Linked DNA regions of Macaca mulatta: region 2 is linked to region 1. The links are chromatin contacts, called in public Hi-C maps. All regions are on one chromosome and are shown on one strand. The core of a region is the stretch at or near the end of the contact, and the rest is flanking DNA. Distances in the headings are between cores, read along the strand shown.

Evidence for each region. Hi-C and Micro-C count contacts between places; a contact is called where the count stands out from the background.
Region 2: a contact with region 1 is called in a Hi-C map of liver, with 2.1 times the contacts expected there. The contact joins the promoter of NOC4L here to the promoter of LOC719386 in region 1. A contact is called at or near these places in 2 of 14 Hi-C or Micro-C datasets (fetal cortex germinal zone and liver).

What each region holds. Positions count from the first base shown.
Region 1 is chr11:139,460,908-139,468,362 of T2T-MMU8v2.0, forward strand. It overlaps LOC719386 (putative EP400-like protein), which reads left to right and starts at 3,755. Exons shown (of 5, transcript XM_015109728.3): 1 at 3,755-3,871. It overlaps EP400 (E1A binding protein p400), which reads left to right. Exons shown (of 53, transcript XM_077955877.1): 53 at 1-152.
Region 2 is chr11:139,526,543-139,534,209 of T2T-MMU8v2.0, forward strand. It overlaps NOC4L (nucleolar complex associated 4 homolog), which reads left to right and starts at 3,670. Exons shown (of 15, transcript NM_001258179.1): 1 at 3,670-3,829; 2 at 4,080-4,200; 3 at 4,840-4,946; 4 at 6,556-6,663; 5 at 6,974-7,123; 6 at 7,220-7,319; 7 at 7,412-7,446. The coding sequence starts at 3,713. DDX51 (DEAD-box helicase 51) reads right to left here and starts at 3,577. Exons shown (of 15, transcript XR_013401702.1): 1 at 3,218-3,577; 2 at 2,926-3,134; 3 at 1,950-2,100; 4 at 1,514-1,659; 5 at 1,356-1,427; 6 at 1,087-1,193; 7 at 734-842; 8 at 511-656; 9 at 73-262.

The sequences.
Region 1 (7,455 bases), core at 2,505-5,004:
ACCAGTTAGCTGTTGTGTTTTAAAATAGAAAGGAACCAGACTGAAATTGTAAATACTTTGTAAACATAAGCATTTGTACTTGAATAGTAGGATTTTAAAGGGCATTGATAGCCTACCAAACAAAAGGCAAAATAAAGTGACCTTTTTCTATATGTTATCATTTCGTCTTTCATAGAAAACTGGTATTTCAGTAAAAATGAGATGCTGATTGGGTTTTTCATTTGTGTGAGGAAAAAACAAAACCAAACAAGTAATGTTGGAGCCAGAGGTGTTCCCCTCACCCACTCTTCCGTGGCCATAGAAGGACCTGGAAGGAACAGAAACCACATTCACTGAGTCCACCAGGCAGCCGCTTCCCAAAGCCGCATGTGGAGGAAAGAGCCGGCGCCGCCCTGCCCCACGTGGCCTGCCAGCCACACAGCACCTGTCGTCACTGTCCTGGGGGCCATGGTGGCCCCGTGTGGCCTGCCAGCTGCACAGCACCCATCGTCACTGTCCTGGGGGCCATGGTGGCCCCGTGTGGCCTCGCAGTGCCTGTCGTCACTGTCCTGGGGGCAATGGTGGCCCCGTGTGGCCTGCCACTTGCACAATACCTGTCATCACTGTCCTGGGGGCCATCGTGGCCCCGTGTGGCCTGCCACCCGCACAGCACCCGTTGTCACTGTCCTGGGGGCCATGCTGGCACCAGTGTCCTTCCACACCCAGTCCATGTGCCCGAGTAAGGGCAGGGACACCTGCTCACAGGTGCTCACCACCAAAAACGCCTGTGAGCAGGTGGCCTGGGAATTGTTGCTTCTCTTTTTCTTCTGCATTTGGACTTTTCTTCGTTTCGTTTTAAATCTGATTACAAAAATCAATGCATACTTTTAATTGAAAATACCTGCATTATGCAAAGTAAAGAAGCATCCCAGAAGCCCACGGTTAGTTTTGGTATCTTTTCTCCCACCACAAAAACGGGAGTTCACGGGCCACATGGCCCTGCAGCTTTGGGCTTCCACTTCAGGTCTTCCAGATTGAAAGCTCCCAGGGTCTGGGTGCACACTTGGTGTCTGCAGGTGATAGTGCAGATACCAGGGTGGGTGGGAAAGCCAGCTGCAAAGCCCGGCTGGTGCCCCCTGGCCCCTGGGGGTCTGTACTGCAGTGCCTGGTGTACCTGCGGCTCCATGCCTACCAACCACGTAACCAGGGGTGGGTGACTTCCTTCTTCAAGGCCTCTGCGTCCCCATGTCCCCTCTCCTAAGGTGGCTTGAGGATCCAGTGCAACATTTGGTGCTGCACTTGGAGTCCGTCTTTTATACTCCCAGTGGAGAGGACTGCAGGTTTTGCAAAGGCTACTGTTTCTGTCATCCTGACCCCACCATCACGTCTTTGCCAAGTGTGCCGGTGGCAGCAGGCCCTACGGCGGGCTTATCTGGCCTTGAGCCTGTTTCTGTTTGCTGTCCAGTAGCGACCGGGGGCCAGTGGGTGAAGCGATTGTGCCTGCACACAGCCGTCAAGACCTTAAGGTAGCCTCTGAGCCCAGAGTGTGTTGTGTCACCTCCTACTCAAGATGTCAGATCTTGTGACAGCTGCCCACCAGCATCCCAGAGTTGGGCGTTGTGATCCAGGGAACAGGAGGGGAGATTCCTTTGCTGTGGGGTGTCCTGCTATGCTGTTGCTGCAGCATCTGTTCCCCCTGGCCACATTCATTTTTCTGAAGGTCGCATTCTATTGGGTAGATCATGCTGTATACATTCGGCGGAAGGTAGTGCAGCCTCTACAAACAAGAAAGTACAGCTGTGGTGGGGGGCGTGTTTGTGAAGTATGCTACCAGGATGGAGCTGGTCATATGCCTGGATGTGCGTAGAATATCCTGCAAGTATTTGCCCCTGCATGTGGTGTATTCTACGTCCATGAGTTGAACCGACCAAGGATCGAAAATATTCAGAAACAAAAATGTGTCTATACTGAATATATAGAGACCTTTTTTTGGGGGGGGTTATTATTTCCGAAACAATGCTGTATACCAACTATTTACATGGCATTCACATTGCATTCAGTATTATAAGTAACCCAGAGATTAAAGTATACAAGAAGATGTTTTCAAGTTATATGCATTTTGCATCAAGGACTTGAGCCTCTCGGATTTTGGCATCCATGGGAGGTCCTGAGGGACGCTTGTATGTTGTGTTAGCACTGCCTCTGTGGAGGGAGAGACTGGGGGGAAAGGATCAAGGGGTATTTACTCTGCACTGTTATGCACATCCTTTTAACTGTTTACGTAGTTTGCCAAGTGCATGAATTTTTGTGTGTGTGGTGGGGGCAGGGTGGGGGTGGGGACAGTCACTCTGTCACCAGGCTGGAGTGCAATGGGGTGATCTCCGCTCACTGCAACCTCCGCCTCCCAGGTTCAAGTGATTCTCCTGCCTCAGCCTCCCAAGTAGCTGGGATTACAGGCACGCACCACCACGCCTGGCTAATTTTTGTATTTTTTAATAGAGATGGGCTTGCGCCATATTGACCAGGCTGGTCTCGAACTCCTGGGCTCAAGTGATCTGCCTGCCTTGGCCTCCCAAAGTGCTGGGATTACAGGTGTGAGCCACCGTGCCCGGCCATGGATTAATTTTTAAAATAAGGCCCTATCAGCTTGTCACATGGTCCCCTACTCGGGAACCTTTATTTCCAACGTCCTGCCTGATTTTGTGTAGCCACCTGCACTCTGACCAGCCCCCAGAGCAGCATCTTTCTTCCCCCTTTGCAGCCCTTTCCTGTCTCCCTGACTTTGTACTTTTCTCCTTTGTTGTAAAGTATTTCTCCTCCTTTGAAGACCACCCCACATAACTGAGCATTCATTCATTCATTTATTCATTTCTCCCCAGTGTTCTCCTCCTCCAGTAGTACCTTGGGCTGAACAATAGTATTTATTTCTCCAGCTGTAGTGTGGTTCTGTTTTATCCCTAGTCAATGAATGTTTAATGTAGTGTATTTCATGCCAGCTTTACCACTAGTGCTGGAGTGGCGGAAGAACAATACTTGGCTATTCAAGAAAATCAAAGCTGATCAGAGATGGATAAATTACTGGTTTATTCAGCTGTTTATGAAATACATACTATGTGGCAGTTTAGACAACTAAGTTATAGTTGTCAGCAAAATAAAAAAGGGGGTTGCATGCTAGCAGGTCAGATAAAATAATTCAGGGGATAAGTACCACGAAGAAATGGGTAGGTGGTAAGTGATACGGGTTTCACTCTTAAGTAGATGGGCAGGTTATGCAGGGGGAGGAGCCTGATGCACAGTTCCAAAGCTGAACTATCTACAGTGGACACGATGAAACCAGGGACATGTCCCACCATTTCAGTGGTCACAGGCAAGAGAAAGGGCTCTTCTTGTGGATCTTCGGATCCCACGTAACATCTCACCTTCCTAGGCACCCCGACTCCCCTGCCGGATTTAAAACAGACCTCAGCCCGCCCCATCCCGGCTGCTTTGCCTGGTGCTCCCCTCCCCGCCTAGACTGTAGGACCCACGAAGGGAGCCGCTAGCTGTGCTTGTCAGTGTGACCAGCGCTCAGCAGCTGTCCGGCGGGCGGGCGGGCAAATACAACTCAGTGTCCAGTGGGTGCGAACGAACGAACGAACTAGTTCTGGGCGGAGCCAGAGGCGCGCGCCGGCGCGGACCGAGGCCTGGCCCTGCCCGCCCCGCCCCCTCCGGGTCCGCTGGGCGCTGATTGGTCCGAGTCTCGCCTGCGCAGTGCCGGGCCGGCTCCCGCACTTGCGCACTGGCTCCGCGTCGGCCGGCCGGTTTGGTCGGTTGTGGTGGCCTCGCCGCCCAGTCCGCTGTCGCAGCGCTCATCCGCGCCGGGAGCCCTTGGCTGCGTCGCCCGGCAGCCGCGGTGAGTGACGGCCCGCGTATCCGCTGCCGGGGCCGTGGCCGGCCTGAGGGGTTGGCCCTACCCTCGGCCCCCGACCGCCCACACCCGCCGGTTGCCCTCGAGGCTCCCCGGCCGCGCGCTCCCCTCTCTCCGTCCCATCACCCGGTGACCCCGGCTGGGCGAACGCCCACCGCTCCCTCAGGGACCTCCTCCCCGTGACACGACCCCCGTGAACGCCCACCCCTCCCTCAGGGACCCCCTCCCCGTGACACGACCCCCGTGAACGCCCACCCCTCCCTCAGTGACCCCCTCCCCGTGACACGACCCCCGTGAACGCCCACCCCTCCCTCAGTGAACCCTCCCCCGTGACATGACCCCCCCGGAAAGACCCACCCCTCCCTCAGTGACTCTGCCCCCGTGAGGGCCCACCCCCCCTGCGACTCCTCCCCCTGCGACTCCTCCCCCTGCGACCCCTCCCCCTGCGACCCGTCTCCCCAGGACCCGCTAACTGCCCCTTTCCCGCCTTCCCTCCCCCCACCCCCGCTCCCCCATCACCCCGTTTTCTGGTGACTGCTTCCCCCCATCCCGTGACCCAAACCCCCTGACCTCCCACCCCTTCCCCGGTGACACGATCCCTGTGACCGTCCGGCCCGGTAACCGCCCCTTCCCCCCATGACCCTTCACCCCGTCCCCGGGTGCCCACCGCCGTCACTGCCGCCCGCCTGGTTCCCGCCTCGGGAGACCGCCGCTGTCTCCGGTGCTGATGCCGCCTCTCCCTTTGGCCCCCTGTCCTCGGTGTGCCAATCCCTGAGGTCCGGGCCTGGTCTGCACTCCAGGAGGGACCAGTGCGCTTAGGGTGTGGTGCACCGGAGCAATGAAGTTGATTCCACAGACTGCCCGGCAGCTGCCCCAGAACTGACCACGGACCCCTCCGCGGGTCCTGCTCCTGACAAGGGCCTTCCGGTACTGGGAGTTTTGTGTTAGTGGAAAGGAAGAATCTAATAATACCACCAGCTTTACAGTAAAGACTGCGAATTGACACTTTTTATAATAAAGACACTTATCTTGCCCAAGAGCTAGGTTAATATTTCCTCCTTACCAAAAGGTTGGTTTACTTACAGTTAACTGGCTGAAAGTTTGCATCTTAGGCTTACTTGTACCACTCCAGGCGGGCTAGTTGGCGTTGGTTTCCATCTGTCAAACTGGATGGCAGTACCACTGGCTGTTGGGGGCTCACGACCAGAGGGTCTTGTCTGGGAACCACAGTGAGTGCTGTTACCACAGCTCGGCAGCACTGAAGGTACCTCTCAATCCACGTAGTGCCCCCACCTTATCTTCAGGGGATATGGTCCAACACCCCAGTGGATGCCTGAAATCGAGGATAGTAGTGAACACTACACATACTGTTTTCTTATGCATCCATCCATGTCTACGATAAAGTTTAATTCACAAACTAGGCACAGGAAGAGATTAATAATAGCTAATAATAAAATAGAACAATCGTAACAATATACTGTAATAAAAGTCGTGAAAGTGATATCTCTCTCCTAAAATATCTTACTGTATTGTACGCATGTGTTTTTGAACTGCAGTTCACTGAGGGTCACGAAACCATGGATAAGGGGAGACTACAGTAGTTTCTTTTCCCGCTGTGTTATTGAGACTTCAAAACTAACCAAATTGTTTGTTGAATGGAGTTGTCCAAGGTGTACAGAATGACAGCTATAACACAAAGGTATTTCACTGACGTCTCTGTCGTGTTTTTGCTAAACTAAGACACTTTTAAAAATTAATACTTATGCCGGGTGTGGTGGCTCATGCCTGCATTTTGGGAGGCCGAGGCAGGCAGATCACCTGAAGTCGGGAGTTGGAGACCAGCCTGACCAACATGTAGAAACCCATCTCTACTAAAAATACAAAAAAATATATATATATATATAGCTGGGTGTGGTGGTGCTTGCCTGTAATCCCAGCTACTTGGGAGATTGAAGCAGGAGAATCGCTTGAACCCGGGAGGCCGAGGTTGCAGTGAGCCGAGATCACGCCATTGCACTCCAGCCTGGGCAACAAGAGCAAAACTCTGTCTCAAAAAAAAAAAAGTATTATTTATAAAAGTCTGTGCTTCATGTTCAGTCTCAGTACAGACAAATAGAAACTCCCTCTTTAACAATACCTAACACTCAAAGATTGAGTCAGCATGTGGTACAGAGGTCCTTTGGCCATGATTTTAGGTCCTGCTGGGTCCACATCTTCCCACCTGGCCATGGATACATTGTCATCTGATCTGGTAACTGTTATGATAGCAGTCTTCATAACTACTACAAAACGGTTAAGTTGTAGGACTTTAATGTCGGTGATCATGTAACCGAGCGCCTGGAGGATAATGGCATCCCTACTCATTTACTGGGTGGTATTCACATATTTGAACAAGCATTGAAATGTATGATTTTGGGTGATAACTCTGAGAAATATGGAGCATGACCCATTTTGAATAGGAGAACAGAATGTTGTAAAGTGATTCTTAGTCCCCTAAGAGTTCAATGACAACCACCATGTAGGGGAAAACATGGCAAAGGAATGGGCTCTCTCCGAAGTCAGGTGCTGAGGCCCTTCTAAGGAGGAAAAGCAAATGCTCTTTCACTGTGGTTTCATTCCAGCTGCTACAGGAACAAGTAGTGTGTATTTGTGTCCAGCTTATTTTTTGACTTCTTTGAGTCTGAAGATACTTTGAAAAACTTTGATTTGCCAAAGTAATTTTTTGTACCTTGGAATGAGCCATATTTTTAATTTGCTTTTTAATGTTACAAAATGAACTCTCATAAGAATTCAAACAATACAGAAAAATAAGTTCTTTTCAGTCCTTTTGTGCTGTAATTACACCCTCCACCTTTTTTTCCTTTTCAGTTAGTAATATGTCTTCAACATCTGCTCATGTCAGGAGATAAAAATTTATTCTTTTTATGTTTGCATAATAGTCTGTACTGAGGATACAACATATTTAGTCAACAATTCCCCACTGATGGATTGCATTTCGTGTCTGTTTTTTTGCCACAGTTTGTACTGAGAGACACGTTCCTATGCATGAGTCCTGACACTTTCTTTCATTTCTATAGGCTGGATTCCCACGAATGGGAACTAAACGGTGTTAGTGGGTCGAAGGGTATGCATATTTAACATTTACGTTTCAATAGTTACTGAGAGATCTATTCCCAGAAAGTTATAGCAATTTACATGCCTGAAGCCATGAAGGGGAGGACGCTTTGCTCCTGTCTGACATACTGCCTGTTGAATGGGTGAGGCCACGTCCTGCACTTCGTGGACTGTGGCCCATTGGCAGTGCCTCTTCTGGAAGTTTTCCATTGTGTTCTTCCCCATTTCCTGGAGATATTTCCTTTTCTTTTTTCTTTTTTTTGAACCATTTTATAGGAGCTCTTTTTTTCTTTTCTTTTCTTTTTCTTTTTTTTTTGAGACGGAGTCTTGCTCTGTCGCCCAGGCTGGAGTGCAGTGGCGTGATCTCGGCTCATTGCAACCTCCACCTCCCGGGTTCAAGTGATTCTCCTGCCTCAGCCTCCAGAGTAGCTGGGATTACAGACAGGCGCCACCAC
Region 2 (7,667 bases), core at 2,420-4,919, 66 kb after region 1:
GATGGAGGTGGGGGTTGGTTAGGGGCCCCAGGCTCCTGGCGCAACCCTCTGCCCAGCCAGTATCCCACTCACCGTGAGCCCAACAGGGAAGGCATACTTCCCCAAGTCCCCGTCCCCATCTGTATCTTCCAGGCCCCTGCGTGCCAGCCCTGTGGAGAAAAGCCGGGGCTGATGGAGGCCCAGCTGCTGCAGCTTTTCGGGGTTCTGGGTCAGAGTAGCCGAGAAGAGCAGCTTCTGCAGGGGCATCTGCGGACAGCAGGTACTGGAAGAGAAGGGGGTGTTGCTGGCACTGTGTCAGTGGCTGCCTCGAGACTCCAGGAATTCTTCACACTACCCACTGTAGAGACTACCGTGGGCCAGGGGCAAGGTGAGTCCAGCTCACAGAACAGAACGATGCGGTTCTGTGCACCAGAGCTCAAGCCAGCCTTGTCTCTTGGCACTAAGAAAGGAGAGCTACACGCAGAGGCCTCTGCTCAGGGGATGCCAGCACCTGGGCGTGCTGCTGGATACCTGGCGGCTGTCACAGCCTGGACCTGTCTTCGCTGGAGCAAGGCACAGGGGTCCGTGGGGTCCTCACTCTGGAAGGCAGCCGCCACCACCCGTGGCAGCCAGGACTGATGCATGCTGTCGATCATCCGGTCAGCCTCGTCGATGACCTGCGGGAGGCAGGGAGCCCAGGACTGGGTGGCACGGCCCTGAGCTCAAAGCCCAGGCCTCTGGGGTGGGGACTTACCAGGAAGCGGAGCTGCTGGAGGTTGAATCCTGGGGTCTGGTCGATGTGGTCCACCAGGCGGCCAGGGGTGGCTACCACGATGTCAGCCAAGCAGCGGAACCCGTCAGCACTACAGACCAAAGGGCGGCTCGAGAGAAGGAAGCTTTCTCAAGGGCTTCCGGACAGCAAGACGCTGCCTCACCCCATAGTCCCAACTCCACCCTGCGTGGGAAGGGGGCAGACGGGAGCTCCTCCTCTTCACGGGAACCAGGCGGTTAAACTTGGCGGCCCCTCCTCTGCTCCTGTGGTGCCTTAGGCCACCGGCAAGGCTGAGCAAGGACACCTTGAAAACCCCACACCCTGACGCAACCTACGTTTTCTGGACGAGGCTCTCCTGCTCCTTGGCCAGAGACTTCTGTCCCGTAATCAGGGAGACTCTCAGAGGTGTGGCATCCGTGTAGATGTTGAAAACTTTGTTCACCTGCAGGAGAAGTCTGTCACCGGCCTGGAGATAGCTGGTGTTCCCCCACTGCAGCAAAAAGGACCCCAGATCTAGTCTGGGTCACCCAGGGGCTGACCGCCGTGCACTAAGCAAGGAAGCAGAGGCTGGCGGTGCCACACTCCAGGTCTAGGGTCCGCGTACCTGCTGGGCCAGCTCCTTGGTGGGCAGCACGACCAGGGCACGGATGTGGCAGACCACTCTGGACAGCAGGGCCTGAGGAGGAAGGGGCTCCTGTGTCAGCAAGGCTGTTACCTGCCCTCTGCACACGCGCTATAGAGGAAGGGGACCCTCACACAGACCTGCACCACAGGGATGACGAAGGCCAGTGTCTTCCCACTGCCTGTCGGGGCAGAAACACAGAGGTCGCTAGGCCGGTAGCCGCCTCTGCCCACCAGAAACCCACAGGCCGCGCTCTCCAGGAGGGCAGGAATCACAGCTGCCTGGACTGGACGAAGAAAGGCGAGAGAGAAGTCACATGTTTACGCCTGGGCCTGCCGCTTCCCTGCCTGTGACCTCTGGGCTGGGCCGCTCTGCTGGAGGCCTGGGAACCACTCCCCCGAGGAATGGCACCAGGGCCCAGAGGAACACCAGCCTCAGGAGAACCATGAGCTTGAGAGTGCTGAGACCACACTTGGCACCGATGTGGCAGGGACGCCTGACCCATGGCCACGCACAGCCTTTTGTGTGGGTGCCCAGGGAGGTGTTCCCTCAGCTGCCTGCCCGGGGCTGGGGCACCTGGAAAGTAGGACGAGATGCCATGTGCCCGCAGCTGCTTCTGCAGGTCAGGGTGGACCTCAGGGATGTCCTCGATAGGAACCAGATCTTCGTTGACGTTCTTTCTGACACAGCTGGGCTCAGCCAGCCACCTTGGCAGGAAAGGCTGGACCTGCCATCAAAAAGAGAGGCCAGGTGAGCACCTTCCAGGCTCTCACGCAGCAGCAGCCCAGGGTGGCAGAGGCTGGGGGAGGGAGGCCGGGGAAACCTGTTCTGTAGTCTCCAGCTCCTCCTCAGCCCCAGGATGCACTTTTCATGCAGCCTTGACAGAAGTTCAACAGCAAAAGCAGACACCGCTCACTGAGCAAACTCACCTGTAGTCTCCCATCAACCCACAGTGGCACCCACCTTTCCGCAGCCAGGAGGCCCTGTGACCTGGTGCTCGCCTGCCCCAGCCACGCCGGCGTCCCTGCCTCGAGGCCTCTGCCTGGCATCCCCAACCCTCAACTTTGACTTGGCTTCAAGTCTTCGCATCCCAGCTCAAAGAAAACCTTCTCCACCCCGCCCTACCTAAGGTGCCCAAGCACTCTGCCAAACTTCTCCTTTTCTTCACCTGTCTCACCAGAGATCTCTACCGAAAACCACCCGTGCTAAGCAAAAACACCAAGGGCCAGGGGCTTGCGGAATGGCCTCTGACTTGCTCCTGAGGCGGTGAGCGCACAGCAGGAGACCCCCCCCGCACGTTCACGCAAGCACATCCTGCAGGAGAACTGGCGCGGCGCGACGGGATGGCAGGGGCAAGCCTAGCAGAAAAAACGGGAGCTCCGCACATGCAGGATCCAGACTCCTAGGGGATGAAACTGCAGGCCTGGCAGTGAGGCGCGTCTGTGACCCGGGAGCATTCGCTCAACGATGCCTTCCGGGGCGACCGCCACACTTAAGAATCTGCGCAGCCTCCCCTCCCACGCCGACCACCCTTCCGACAGCCGCCGCTCACCTTCGGCGCCTTCCTCCTCCCGAACCCCCCCAGCACCAGGCCGGGGACCAGGGGTCTGGCCGCCTCCTCCAGGGCCCGTCCGTCTGGGGCCGCCTCGGCGCTGGCGCTGCGCTCCCCCGGCGCCTCCTCGCTGCTCCCTGAGCTGGGCTCCCCTGGCGCATCCTCGCTGCTCCCTGAGCTGGGCTCCCCCGGCGCATCCTCGCTGCTTTCTGCGAGGCAGACACCCACCCGGCAGCGCGTCAGCACCGAGTCGCCGGCGCCCCGGAGGGAGCCCGCTCGCCCCACGACTCACCTGCGCCCGCGTCCTCGCCGTCCGCCTTCCGTCGCTTTCCCTGCCGCTCCTCCGGGCTGCCCGACTCCGCGCCGTTCACCCGCCGCCGCCGCCGGGGCCGCCGTCGCTTCCTGGTCGCCGGCTCGGTCGGTGCAGCCGCCTCGGTCGGCGCGGGCTCCCGCTGCTGCTGCCGTTCGCGGGCCCGGCTCTGCAGCCGCTCGAGCAGCGCGCGGGCCCGGCCGTGGGCCCCGGCCTCCGCGCCCTCCGGCCCCGCCGCAGCTGCCGCCTCGGGGCCCTGGTACCGCGCGACGTAGAATAGCGACATGGCCAGCGGCACGCCTGGGGCTCGGGCTCGGCGCGCGGCGATGACGTCGGCGGCACGCCTGGGACTCGGGCTCGGCGCGAAAGACGGGGTTTGGGTGCGGCGCGTAGAGATGACGTCAGACTCTACGCGCAGTGGTGACGTCAAGGGAGCGCCGGCGGCTGGGTACCGCGTTTTGCCGTGTTGGCGGCGGCATGGAGCGGGAGCCGGGCGCCGCGGGCGTTCGCCGGGCGCTGGGCCGCAGGCTGGAGGCGGTACTGGCGAGCCGGAGTGAGGCCAACGCCGTGTTCGACATCCTGGCCGTGCTGCAGGTGGGCCCGGCGGCGTCGCAGGGCCGGGGTCGCGGCCCGGGAGCGGGACTTGAACGGGGGGCTGCGGCGGCAGGGCCCTAGGAGGTTCAGAGACGGCGTTGGAGGGTCAGGGAGGGAGGCGTGTGGATCACGGGTCGGGGGTGACGGGGCTGGCGTCCCGAGGGGGAAGGGAGCAGGGGTGGGGGGCGGCCGAGGCAGGGGCGAAGGTGACAGTTCCCGGCCGGGCACCCTGCCGCCGCCTCTCCTGCAGTCTGAGGACCAGGAGGAGATCCAGGAAGCAGTCCGCACGTGCAGCCGTCTTTTTGGGGCCTTGCTGGAGCGGGGAGAGCTGTTTGTGGGCCAGCTGCCTTCTGAGGAGATGGTCATGACAGGTGAGCCCTGGAGGGCCCCGGGGCTGCTCTTCTCTTTACGTGGGTCGGAGGGAGGTTTGTCACCTTGGGATGAGCGCCCCCAAACCTGTCACAGACCGTGCAGGCTGGTGGGAGGACACACCAAGCCCCCGCGGAGGATGGATGCAGGGGTGACATGGATACTATATAGTTGCGTTTAGATGAACGCTGGACAAGGTACGACTTTTTGTCTGTGTGCTTTGCACCTATTTTGTAATTTTATGTTGATTGATCTTGACATGGTCACTTAAACTCGGAACTTTTTTTATGTCCCCGTTCTGGGGACGTGGGGTCTTGGAGTAAAGTGAGGAGATGTGGATCCTGCTCCTGGCGGCTTGCCTGAGGCAGTCCTGGGGTAGGAGCTGCTCTTCCTGTTTGCAGGGCTCAGGGAACCTGCAGGTCCCAGCACAGGTCTGGGGGCCATAGCGACCTGTTTCCACCTGTGGAGGCTGAGTAGAAGACAGTGGGAGGGTGGAGCCAGGCCTGAGACTTTGGGCGGGGCCCAAAGTGGCATATGTGGGCTGAGCCCCCTAACCTGTCTGCAGGGTGCCGGGGAGCCGCACGGAAGTACAAGGTGTGGACGAGACACCGCTATCACTGACCGCCTTAACCTGTCTGCAGGGTCCCGGGGAGCCGCACGGAAGTACAAAGTATGGATGAGACATCGCTATCACAGCTGCGGCAACCGCTTGGGAGAGCTTCTGGGCCACCCCTCCTTTCAGGTCAAGGTGGGTCATTGGGCCGCACTCATCCGTGTCCATCCCCTGCACTGCCACTCCCAGGCTATCCACAAATCAGAGGTCTGGGGCTCCCACAATTGTCCAGGGAAAGCTGCCTCCTTTCTTTGGCTCATGGGAGCGTCACCTTGTGGGCGTTCAGCCCCGTTTACAAACATGGCTATCGAGTCCTGTACTGAATATTGAAGAGGCACAACCCGTGTTCACCTCCAGAGGCATCGACGGGCATCTCTGTTGCATAGAGCACACACATCAAGCCTCGTGCCAGTCCACAGCTGTGTTTGCTCAGCCCACGCTGTGGTCTGCAGCCATGGGAATGCATTGCGAGCTTTTTTAAAATCTGTATTGAGGAATAAGTGATGCACAGTTTACCATTTAAAATTGACAAGTTAGCGTTTGTTACTGTGTTCACAGTTGTGCAGTGGTTACCACTATCCCAGAACATCTTCATCGCCCCAAAAAGAAATCCTGTACCAGTTAACATCGCTGCCATATCCCACCCCATTCCACACCAACCCCCAGACACCCACTCATTTAGTTTCTGGGTCAGTGGGTTTGCTTTCTCTAGACGCTCATCACAAGGGGGAGCATGTGGTATGTGCCTTCCACTTGTCGGTGTGTTCAGAGGCTGGTTCCTCCCTGCGGCTGAGCGGCGTCCCGTCGTGCAGCACGCACCCGTCAGCTGCGCGTGCGTTGCTGGGTATTTGGGTCGTTTCCACCTGTGGCTGTTAAGAACAGTGGACTTTGAACGTTCGTGTACAAACTTTTGTGTGAACATGTTTGTTTTGCTTGATTGTGCCTCATCAGTGGAATTACAGGGCCACACGGCAGTTCTGTTTCTAACGTCTGAGGAACTGCAAGACTGTTTTCCACAGTAGCTGCGCCATCTTACACTCCCGCTGGCAGAGTATGAGCGTTCCATACTCCACGTCTTTGCCGACGCATCTGTCTTTAGTTATAGTCGAGTTGCAGACTTCTAAAAGCTGGGAAGATACTACATGAAAATAACCAGCGTCCTGCTTTTCACAAAGAACTAATCAGTTCTGTCAACACTGGGGTCTAAGTTTGTTCATGGCTGTGATTGGCTGGAGGGAGAGTCAGGGACAGCTCTGAGACAGGCGCCTGCTCCTGTCATCCCACACGTGGCTCTTTTGCTTTGTGGTGTCATCTGCCTGGGACCTGAAAGTACTGAGTTTGCCACCCTGAGATGAGAGCTTCTGAGCCTGAATCTGAGTTGGGCAGCATGCTGGCGTCACACCCCTGTTTTCACAGCTGTGCCCAAGGGTTATGGTGGCATTCCTGTGATACAGGTGATGAGAGAGCAGTCAGGTGGCCATAAAGCAGACCTGGGCTGTGTGCCTTTCCCTGGCCAGACTCTCTCGTGAGCACTGGATTTCTTTAACTCAAGATCTTGTCATGCCCATGTCGTGGGTGGGACACGGAAGCCCGGAGTGCCATCTGGTGGCGTGTGGAACAAGAGAAGGCCAGGACGCCCTTTTCTCAGCTCTGGGCCTGGTTGTGAGGGGCTCCCTGACTGGGCTGAGCTCTGGGCCCATCTGGGGTGAGGACATCACAGCCACCCTGCACTGCCCCTTCCCAGGAGCTGGCCCTCAGTGCGCTCATGAAGTTCGTGCAGCTGGAAGGAGCACATCCCCTGGAGAAGCCCAAGTGGGAAGGCAACTACCTGTTTCCCCGAGAGCTCTTCAAGGTGAGGGCCTGGCTGGGGGGTCCCAGAGAGCCCGGCTGGGGAGTCCCAGAGGGCCCGGCTGGGGGGTCCCAGAGGGCCTGGCTGCCTGGCCAGAGCCCAGGGTGGCCCTGTAGTCGGGGCGGGGCCTGCTGAGCTGAGCCTGGCTGTTGGCTGGGACCCTCCTGCAGCTCCTGTGCGTGTGGGGTGCCTCTCATGGCCCACCCAACCAGGAGGAGGCTGAGTAGGGGCCTTGGTGGGGTGGGGCTGCCTGCCTGGGCCGTGCTGGCCTGTGCTGGGCCGGGCAGGGCTGCTCACTGGTCCTTGCCCCCAGTTGGTGGTGGGAGGCCTGCTTTCTCCTGAGGAGGACCAGAGCCTGCTCCTGTCCCAGTTCCGGGAGTACCTGGACTACGACGACACTCGCTACCACAGCATGCAGGCGGCCGTGGAGGTCGTGGCCCGGGTCACTGGCCAGCACCCCGAGGTGAGCGACGGGGCCTGTCAGCAGCATCATGCTGGTGCCTCCCGGGGAGGCAGGGGCTGGGGGGTGGCATCCAGGCACTCAGGTCCGGCTCCGCAGGTGCCCCCGGCCTTCTGGAACAACACCTTCACGCTGCTGTCTGCCGTGAGCCTGCCCCGCCAGGAGCCCACCGTCTCCAGCTTCTATGTGAAGCGCACGGGTGAGGGTACTGAGGGCCAGGGGCGGACAGGGCTGGGCCTTGGTCTGCCTCCCCCGCGGGTCAGGTGACCTTTGTTCTCGCTTTCCCTGCAGAGCTGTGGGACACCTGGAAGGTTGCTCACCTGAAGGTGAGTGGCCTCCGGAGAGCCGGGCACCCTCCTGGGCTTGCAGGGTGCGTGTGGGGTGTGTGCGAGACCCCGTGCAGGCTGCCGCCTTCCTCACGAGGAAACTCCCAGGGTACAGGTGGCAGCTCGCATGGCCACTGGGTCACTCGAAGTGTGGGAGGTGACAAGGCCTCTGAACTCGGGGCCCTCCTTTGGGTCGGAGGCCACCACCGCCTCTCGGAATC